Regions from separate parts of the Sus scrofa genome. Here all the other regions are linked to region 1. A link is a contact called in public Hi-C and promoter capture Hi-C data. All regions are on one chromosome and are shown on one strand. The core of a region is the stretch at or near the end of the contact, and the rest is flanking DNA. Distances in the headings are between cores, read along the strand shown.

The links. Promoter capture Hi-C pulls out the DNA fragments that hold promoters and counts their contacts. Hi-C and Micro-C count contacts between places; a contact is called where the count stands out from the background.
Region 2: a contact with region 1 is called in a Hi-C map of embryonic fibroblasts, with 2.8 times the contacts expected there. The contact joins the promoter of FAM177B here to the promoter of WDR64 in region 1. A contact is called at or near these places in 3 of 5 promoter capture datasets (fetal liver, fetal skeletal muscle and liver), 9 of 47 Hi-C or Micro-C datasets (alveolar macrophages, embryonic fibroblasts, epiblast stem cells and 5 more) and 2 of 2 datasets of contacts at active chromatin or transcription factors (alveolar macrophages and skeletal muscle).
Region 3: a promoter capture Hi-C map of fetal skeletal muscle shows a contact between it and region 1, with 9 times the contacts expected there. The contact joins the promoter of DISP1 here to the promoter of WDR64 in region 1. A contact is called at or near these places in 4 of 5 promoter capture datasets (fetal liver, fetal skeletal muscle, liver and 1 more), 17 of 47 Hi-C or Micro-C datasets (adipocytes, embryonic fibroblasts, fetal heart ventricle and 11 more) and 1 of 2 datasets of contacts at active chromatin or transcription factors (alveolar macrophages).

The regions. Positions count from the first base shown.
Region 1 is chr10:11,833,686-11,837,052 of Sscrofa11.1, forward strand. WDR64 (WD repeat-containing protein 64) reads right to left here and starts at 1,602. Exons shown (of 28, transcript XM_021064368.1): 1 at 1,349-1,602. It overlaps CHML (rab proteins geranylgeranyltransferase component A 2), which reads left to right and starts at 1,787. Exons shown (of 2, transcript XM_021064370.1): 1 at 1,787-2,181.
Region 2 is chr10:11,489,746-11,493,112 of Sscrofa11.1, forward strand. It overlaps FAM177B (protein FAM177B), which reads left to right and starts at 1,619. Exons shown (of 6, transcript XM_003130514.3): 1 at 1,619-1,849.
Region 3 is chr10:11,524,838-11,528,204 of Sscrofa11.1, forward strand. DISP1 (protein dispatched homolog 1) reads left to right here and starts at 1,516. Exons shown (of 8, transcript XM_021064356.1): 1 at 1,516-1,579.

The sequences.
Region 1 (3,367 bases), core at 352-2,851:
ATCTACCTGTGCTACCATCCCCGCTCTTCATTTCCAGAACTTTGACAACCTCCCGAACTGAAGCTCTGTACCCGTGAACCGCTAACTCCCCATCCCGCCCTCCCCGCAGCCCTGAACTATTCTACATTCTGTCATTAAGAATTTGCCTATTCTCAGTCCCTCACAGAAGCGGAATCATATATTTGTCCTTTTGTGTCTGGCTTATTTCACTTAGCATAATGTTTTCAAGATTTATCTATGTTGCAGCACGTATTAGAATTTCATTTCTTTTTATGATGGAATAATATTCATTGTATGTACATATCGCATTTTGTGTATCCATTTTTCTGTGGATGGACATTTGGTTTATTTCCACCGTTTGGCTATTGGGAATACTACTACTATGAACACTGGTGGACAAAATCATGTTCCAGCCCCTGCTTTCAATTAATTCTTTTGGCTATATATCTAGAAGCAGAATGGCTGGATCATACGATAAATCCATGTTTTTTGAGCCACTGCAGTCACAGTGGCTGCATCCTGTTGAGCCACAACAGGAGCTCCTGTCTTATTTTCTTTATGGCACATTTCACAACACTACATATTTGATTATCATCTGTTCTCCCAACACGACTGGAACATAAGCTTTATGAGGACAGGAACTCAGCACCAATGAAAGAATGAATGAATACCTTGGGAAAAAACACAGAGTCCCTCTTCATTTAAGCATGCATCAAACTACTATTTATTAAGACCTTACTGTAGACTAGGCACATGTTGTAAACACAACGGATATTAGGCACAGAGCTTGTTAAATGGTTGTATAAATCTAAAATATAAAATTAGAGTTTTTAAAAGGACTGGGTGGGTGAGTCCCCTAGAGGACAAGTCCAGATCGGAAGCCTTAAGAAAAAATCACCAGCTATTGCTCCATGCACCATGATAGGAAGTAACCTTGTCTTGACAATTAGATTATATCTCCAAGGCCCACAAAACCGGGGTTCAGTGAAGCTAGCAATTTTCTAGGGATCTTCTAATGGAGGTGGGAGACACACTCCCTCGTGGAGGGCAGTTCCTTCGCCCTTGCACAGGCACAGTGCTGGCCAGCGGCGCCCAGGACAGCCTGTAGGACCAGCTCAGGACTGTGCACCCCGCAAAGACTACGGTCAGTTCCGGGACCTATGCTTGCCTTGCCCTCTATTTTCACTGGGTAAAAGGCCAGAGGTGCTGCCCCAGGTATAGCACCCACCTCTCTGCAACTGCGAGATGTGGGCTGGAGCTCGAGGGCGCCGCCTCAGTCGCCACAGCGCCCCTGCATGGAGGACAGCAAGGGCAAAATGAGCAGGCCTGGGGTGCAGCCGGGGCTTACCTCAAGTGTGCAGTACGCGAGCGGGTAGTAACAGCTTCCCGGAGAGGGAGAAGCCAAAGGATCCTGCCATAAATGGTCCTTAATGAGGGAGTGAGTGGGGAAAGAGGAGAGCCCTTCCAGCTGGGTGAGGAGGGCTGCGGAGAGAGGAGCCCCCGGCGATGCTTTGCCTCCAGGCCCCCACGGACTGTGCCGGCGGTGGCGGGTTACTGGGGACCTCAGGGCGTGGGGAGAGGACCCGGCGAATCAGGAAGCAGCTTGGACAGCGAGCAGGGGAGGGGTTAAGGTTGGGAGGTGCTCCGGGGCGGGGCTACAGGGCGCTAGGGGGCGGGGTTACGGCTGGGAGGGGCGTAGGGGCGGGGCTACAGGGAGGGAAAGGGCGGGGTTACGGTAGGGAGGGGGTAGGGGCGGGGCTACAGGGCGGGAAGGGGCGGGGTTACGAGCGGCGTCAGCGGTCTGCGCAGGGGCAGAAAGGGGCGACGGGGACCTCTGAGTGCGCAGAGCCCCGCGCAGAGCCCCAACCAGAGCGGTGCGCGCCGGCGCCTGGCGTGCACACCCAGAGAGGTGGCGGGGCGGCGAGGGCGCCGTGGGGCCCTCACGCCGCCTATCGGGGCGACTACGGGTGCGGGGCACTGCTGCGCCGGAAGCATCCTGCTGCTGCTCGTCCTCTACTTCAAATTCCAGCGGCTCCGCAGCCCCGCTTCGCCGGGCGCCCCCTGCTCATCGTTAGCCTCCGCCACCTGCTGCCTTCCGTTCTCGCGGCCGCGGTGGCTTTCGCGCCCCACAGAGGGGCGGCGCGGATGGTGCGTGAGACGGCTTCATCAGCAGCCTGTAGGGTGAGTGCCGGCGGAGACCGCCTCCTTCTGCGCCCCGACCTAGAGGCTGTGCTCTCCTGACCTCGCCTCCCCCGCCTCGACATCTCTTCCTCCGGCCTCCCCGCCTCACTTCATCCGCTCCCAGACCTCACTCCCTCCACCGGTCCTCCTCGCTCGCTGATCTCCGCCCCTCCCCGTGCTCCCAGGCCCCTCGCCCACCCAGACCCCAGCCTGCTGCCGCAGCTCCTCAATCACCTGCTCGGGAGCTCATCTCACTTGTCTGCTTTCACCTCCTGATTTAATTCAGTAGGGCCCGAGACAGTGGTTTTGACACTTTGAGGAAAGAAACGAGAGGGTGAAGTCAAGAACTTCAAGAAAAAAAGTGGTAGTATTTGTGAAACTTGGAGAGGGTGATGAGAAGTGATTTAATTCATATATTATTTTGCTAAAATGAGAGGTAGAAATCTGACATAGCAACAATGTGTAAATTTTTTTTTAAAATGCTCATTATCAGTTGTAAACCTTTGCTTTCTAGGAAGTGAAATAGTTTTATTCAGGTCCTCAGAATGCAAATTGTGCTCTATAAGCTATTTTTACTATATTTTCCTCCTTATAGGTTCCACCACACCAAAATATAAGGCGAGATTGCAAAAATGGCTCAGAGAACCCCTACTGAAATGGACAGATAATTAGCTATGCAGCCAGTAGATTTCATTAAACTAGAACTTGATCGTTAATTGAAATTTTTTATTTTTTTATTTTTTTGTCTTTTTGCTATTTTTTGGGCCGCTCCCGCGGCACATGGAGGTTCCCAGGCTAGGGGTCTAATCGGAGCTGCAGCCACCGGCCTACGCCAGAGCCACAGCAACGTGGGATCCGAGCCGCGTCTGCAACACCACAGTTCATGGCAACTCCGGATCGTTAACCCACTGAGCAAGGGCAGGGATCGAACCCGCAACCTCATGGTTCCTAGTCGGATTCGTTAACCACTGCGCCATGACGAGAACTCCCTGAAATTTTTTAAAAAACTACTCTTACTCCTATTGAAGATTTAAATCTCACTGAGATTGACATTTCAAAGGACGAGCTACCCAACGTGTCATTGAAGATGTGATTTTTCCAAGCTTGGGAAAGAAACTATTTTTGTGTGTGTGGTCCAGAAGTTTCACTTATACAAAGATTTGAAATAGAAATGTATATTTCTCAG
Region 2 (3,367 bases), core at 369-2,868, 340 kb before region 1:
CCAATTAGACCCCTAGCCTGGGAGCCTCCATATGCCGCAGGTAGAGCCCTAAAAAACAGACAAAAAAGAGTCGGATGTGTTAGGACTCTGAGATGTCAAGTGGTCAGTAGATCTATGGATCTGAGACCCAGGGAGATAAAACTGTTGGGTGTAAATGTGTCCGTAGATAATATTGAATCAAAAAGGACCAAATGAGGAGCAGATAGAAAAACAGGAGACTCCAATAGCTGAGCCCTGGGGTACAACAGAATTGAAGGGTCAGGGAGGTTATGGGTGTGTGGGTGTGTTTTAGTGCTGTTGGAGTAGCGGTGATTTGCCACACGCTGTGAGCTTCCAGTGTACAGCCACACAAATCAGCCGTACACATTCATACATACCTGCTCTTCTTCAGAGTCTTTTCCCGTCTAGGTTATTGCAGCATATAGAGCAGAGTTCCCTGCGCTTTGCGGCAGGTTCTTGTTCGTTATCTATTCCGTGTGTGTGTGTGTGTGTGTGTGTGTGTGTGTGTGTGTAATGTATGTGACATATATATTTACACAGTCCATGTGTGTATGTCAAATCCCAAGCCCCCAGATTTTCCCTTTACCTCACGTTTCCCTTTTGGCAACCAAGTTTGACTTCGAGATGTGTGAGTCTCATAGGTGTGTTAACTATATCATTTACATACCTGCGAACAATCCTTGATGAGCTAGATTTGGAGTTAAAAAAACTTGAGCTTCTCAAGAATGAAACTGAGGCAAACAGCATGTCGTCGGGAAAATTTGGCCCTCTGAAATATCACTCACGAAGCACCCAGATCTGTGGACTTGGTGTGAAGTTGGCAGTGCTCCCAAGATTTTGGTAAATATTAAGTAGATTCCACCTTGTTTGGCGTTGAACCCCCTCGACACGACAGACACTGATTATAAAGATGAATTTTGCATCGCGCATCCTGAAACGGCCACTAGGTGGCAGAAAAGCATTCGCTAAATTGACTATGAAATTGCAGGCGCGCTCACTCTCGCTCTCTCCTCTCCCTCTCTCTGCTCCTTTTGAACCCTCTGAATTTAAAGATGAATATGTCTATTTAGTGCACAATACTATTTTGAAAGATGTGAGCCACTATTTTCGTCAGAGAGCCGGCAGAGGCGATGTCAGGACACCTGTCTATAATGCAACCAGGGTGAGCCCGGTGTGTGGGGAATGGGCACTTCTTTGGGTTTGGAAATACCTGAATTAAGAGGTGGTCTAGCGAGGAGTAAATTGACTATAATGAGACTGTTAGGCCTTATTCTTAAACTTTTGATGTCAACGCTTTTCAGCTTGGAGCAAGACGAGAAGGGCTCAGAATGCAGAAAGCAAAAAACCCTCTTGGAAAAAGTAAAGCCGCCTTGGCTGGAGCTTGCTGTTGGGATTCTCTGCAGCCACCATGTCACTAAAGCACAAGCCTGTTCAATTGAGAAGGTTTATTTCCTCCTGCTCTCCTTGGGGTGCTGGCGCCCACACTGACCTGCTCCTTGCAGCCACTGGGTCAGCCTCAAAAATAACGAGGCCCGTTTCCCATGCCTAGACAGCCTAGGCTGCAGGTGCGTCCTGGCCTTGGAATTGTGTTAAAAGGACTCCCAGCCAATCCTGGCACAGGACAAGTCTGAGGGCCCCTCGGTTGCTTTAACGCTGGGTGTGTCCGTAACCGGCCTTCCCACAACTCAAATAAGTTCTGCCCGTAAGACACACAAAGGCAGCCTTTCCACGTCGTCACACAGTCAAGGGTGAGTTGTGTTCATTTACCATCTACCGAACGACTTCCAGAACCACGATTTTGCACTGAAAAACTACACATAGGCAATTAAAGCAAGGAAAGAAAGAGCAGGTAATGCAGTTGAGTTGGGTTCTCTGCAAAGGTGTTCGTTTGCTTCTAATTTTGCTTTAGAGTATGCTGTATCTCTCATGGCACTGACTGTTTCCTTTTGCAATGGTATTATGTTCAGCATACTTTAAACACCAAGTTAAACTTGTTTTTCTGCTCTTTGGCGTCGAAGACTTAACTCTTCCTACTTCTTACCAAGGCTCTTTTGTAGTCAGCCCGGGAAAACTGTGTGTGTCCTTTAAGATTCCTCGGGGACTGGGACGCTGGGCTGGGAGGGTCTCACCACCTCGATTAGATAGCAAATTGAGCCCAGACAGGCTTCTTGTATCTCTGACCCTTGACAATGGCTTAAACTGAGCATTTCATTGATAAGATTTGGTGGCTTATTGACACACATGCCTAAACGTATGCTTGTGACCATATGTGCATTCGTGCAGTCATTGCCCATAAATCCTCTTAAAATTCAGTCTGTGGTCTTCATTTGGGTAGACGGCTGAGGATTCTCTCACATTATTGTCATTACTGACTAATTGGGAATTCTTTCCAGGATTTTACTGGTGTTTTCATTAATCCTGCTTTTCCTTTGCTCTTTCTCCCTCTCTCCTGCCTTCTGTCGGCTTGTTTATTTTCCTTTTTTTCTTCTTCTTCTGGCTTTGAAGCTCTGCCTTCTACTTTCATGATTTTTCTAGTTACCTTGAAATTGTCAACATGCACAGCTGTCTTCGCCAACCTATTCCAAAGCAATGCATAAAGAAGTCACCCCTTCATATTTTTGCTCTTGGGGTCTAATGCTTCATACTTCATGGTTTTTAACTGTGCCCCATGGACATAGCATTTTTCAGTCACTCTCAAGATTTGTCACTTTATATTTCTGTCCTCCATCTCGCTCTTGCTTCTGGGTTCAGTTTCCTTCTAGTTGACACACAATTGGATCTTACTCATCATTCAGCGAAGATATAGGAATGGTGAACTTCGGTGTTATAGGTTGTCAGATGTCATTATTTTACTCTCCATAATTGCTTAGCTGGATATTGAATTCTACATGGCAGTAGTTGATTGCCTTCTGGTCTCAGTTGCTGCTGATTTGCAGTCAGCCTTCAGCCTAACGCGCCATAGCTATTATAAATGGCAAGGTTTTCCGTCATGTCTATGATCTAGGTTTGATGTTATTTTTTTAACCTCTCTTGGTATTCTCCATGTTGTATTTGTAAGTTTTTGTAGTGACAGCACCCACAGCAGGCTGGTTTGCAGTGGAGTCCCGGGGACCCGGCCTGGCAGACGTCTCTCTCTCTAGGGTAATTTTATGTTTGCCGCTGAGACTGCCGTGGGCTGCACTGCCTTCAGGTCACCCAGCTTCACCTCGGGTCCTTATGCTGTGGGAGGACTACGAGTCCAGGCCCTGTGCCAGTGTGTGGTCCATGTGGCCTGTGGCTCCAGTTTTTCTCAGGTCACTATTTCCACCCAAGTTGCTAGGAGGGGACAAATTGTTTTGCCACTTTTGCAGGCCAGCAGGTCGTCTTT
Region 3 (3,367 bases), core at 266-2,765, 310 kb before region 1:
GGGAAAGTTTTGGCTCAATCCTCCCAGCCTGTAGCTAATTTCTTCTTGGGAAAGAAATGTATATCATGGAGACTCAGAGCTGAAAATTCAGCCTATTGCTTTACCTGCCGGTGTGATTTTTCAAGTTAGGAGTAGAACTGTGTGTCTATTTCAATTGCCAAACCAGGGAGGCAAATTTTTATTGAGGAGAAACACACATCCTCACCCACACAAACCCCACATACCTCACACCACACGTATACATTCTCATTCTTTCAAAGACACACCTGCTACATGATTGGGTTATTTCATGTAGCACCACAAATGGACTTCTAACCTTCCCATTGGGAGAAAGCCAAAAGCCATGTCCAGAGGTGACATTGTGCCCTCTAAGTATAGACTTTCTACGTGATGTCCATTCTTCCTTTCCTTTTACTGTCATCCTCCCTCCATGTAGTGCAACATAGTTTGTTGTTGGCAAAAGCAAAAGAAATGAAGGAACAATTTTTGTATCATTTCTTTTTAAAATGGAAAAATGGGGCTGGGTGTGCAAGAGGATATTTATTAGGCAGTATTAGCAAGCAAGGAAATAGAGGCAGCAAACAGCCTCATTAGTCTAGTGGGAATGCAGTCTTCATTCATTCCATGGTTCCCTGTGGCTTCAGCTTGCAACTCGGTTGGGGTGATGTGCCCAACCGGCAACCTGAAGGGTCCAGGCCCTAGTGGTCCTGACTTTATATAGCTGCTGCAGCTAACCACTGTCTTAACATCTCAGCATGGCAGTTGAGAATGCACCCTCACAAGTAAAATGTTCTAGCCATGATCTTTCAAGTTCTTACTTTTCTTTGGTGAATAGGTCAGTCATCCTTTTCAACCTCGTAACTCAGTGTTTCATCAGTTGCCCTAGAGATAGGCATTGATTCCCTGCTGCATGGAGTCTAAAGTTCAAATTCCTTAGCATAATGCACAACAGTCTTCCTGATCCGGCTTTGCCTCCTCTCCTAGCTTCCTCTTGTCTCTGCGATCTCAGACCTTGCTAAATTAACTGTACCCTCCTCCCCCTCTCTGATCAAGCCAAACTCCCACTGTCTGGCATCCTTCTCCTCTGCCTGCACTTCCCCACCTTATCTGACCTTTAATTCTTATTCATCATTTATTCAGTCTCAGCTGAAGAGCCATTATCTCTGGAGTCTCTTCTCAGCCCAGCTCCCTACACCCCACCACTGCCTTCAGCAGGGCCATAGTTCCTGTAATGCTGGATGATTTCATTGCACTTGTTTGCCCCTATATCTGTCCTTAGCCTATGCTTTCCAAGGGACAGGTCGCTGTTTGATTTACTCTCTGCCTGATTCATTGCCTCCCTAGCTCCGTAAGATAGGGGCGTTCTTCTCTTTACAGCCTAGTTGTTTCCTGAATGATATACAGCAGGTGATAAAAATTTGGATTAAGGTATGAAGCAATACCGCCTTGTGCTGTGATTAACCTCTGTTTATATTTATGTCAACTCTCAACTAGATTGCGAGGGCAAGGGTCAGTGTCTGAGTCATCCTGACCCTCTAGGGCTTGGGAGCAGAGCAAACCCCTGGTCAAGCGGCTGCAGGTAGGTTGGCTGATCCGCTGAAAAGGGAAGCAGCAGAAGGACACCTGGAAACCCGCCCCTTCGAAGTCCTTCTGCTCCCGCCCGGTTGCCTGCGAGCCCCCTGGCCCCAACCCTCCCTGCGCTCCAGCGCCGACAGCCCAGCGCCCCACCGGCCGGCGGCGGGAGGGGCGGGACTTCCGGTCCCTCGCCAATGCCTTCCGGTGCGAGGCGGAAGCCGGCTCCCGGTCCGGATCGGAGCCGGAGAGTCTCAGGCACTGGTCTTCGCGGTGGATGCTTTTCGGCGCCGCCGCAGCCCCGCGCCGCGGGACGGGGAGACCGGGTAGGCACGGGAGAGTCGGGACTCCCCGCGCGGGCAGAGGGAGACTCGGGACCCCAAGGTTTGAGGCAGGGGACCAGGATCGGGGGCCGGGGAGCCCAGAGGGCAGCCGCAGGGGGCTGGGGTGGGAGGCACCCGGGACCCTGAGGCCGAAGAGGCCCCGGAGGGGAGGGGGCGGCGGGTGACACCGGGCGGGATGCATCTCGAAGGAAGGCGGTCCCGCTTGGGGAGTGTCCGGGACTTGGCAGGTTGTCTGCGAGGCCGGCTTCTAGGGGAGGCTGGAGGGGAGGGTCCTTCTCCGAGGGTCCTAGAGGAGAAGGACGTCCTGACCTAACGCATCCGAAAGACGACTAGTCACCTCTTGGATGCTGAACTCGTCTTGCTTCATTTGCAATTGATGCTGGCTCTTTAAGGGAGCGTTTTACAAATTATTTATTCATTTTTTACCCGTGCGGATTTCGGGGAAAAATGTTACATGCCCAGGGAAAACTTGAACTCTTTCTCACCCAGGTCCAACTTAGGCTACATTTCTTTGTCAACAAGATCGTGCTTTAAAGTTGTCTTCATACAAGTAAGCCATGCAAAGTTTTCTTTTTGGAATCTTCTCTGCCCTGCAGAGTTTAGGTTGTCTTATTTTCTTTGTCATGGAATGAACTTCTAAATGCGTTTGGAATTACAGTGATAATTACATGGCAAATCAGTGACGTCACGTTTGCAGTTGCAGATCGTTGTTTTTCTGCCTGACTTTCTGATACATTTTTACCAAAAGTTACCCTATTGTGTTTAGTATTTGAGGGCAATTTTAGATTAGGGTGCAACCAGTTACTAGTAATTTTGGATTTACTGTTATTTTTTATTTCTGCTATAAGGAGGACATATATATTTGCCCTTGACAGTTTTTTAAAAAGTATTGATAATCCACGATCTGTTGTTATATATACATTAGCGCATTTTGTTTTCCTTATTGGACATCATGTAGTATGTAGGCTTGCTTTTATCATTGTCAAAGGTAATTAGTAACTTTATTTGCTACGTTTTATTAATGTTTAATTGATGGCAATTAATATGTACTTTCTAATCTACATCATATAGTGTCTCACTTCTGTGAAATTGCAAAGACTCCTTTAGCTTTAGGTAGATGGCAAATTTGGATTTTTATCACAACTGGTCAAGGTAGCTAGGAAGAGCCCTAACTTGTTATTGGTGGGGGTGATGTCTGATGATTGAATCATTTGCTTGTTTCAAGTGTTTATTTGTTTGTTTGTTTTGTCTTTTTAGGGACACTCCCACGGCATATGGAAGTTCCCAGGCTGGGGGTCGAATTGGAGCTGCAGCTGCTGGCCTATACCACAGCCACAGCAACTCAGGATCCTTACTCACTGAGCAAGGCCAGGGACTGAACCCAAGTCCTCATGGATGCTAGTTTGGTTTGTTACCCTGAGCCACAATGGGAACTCCTGTTTCAAGTGTTT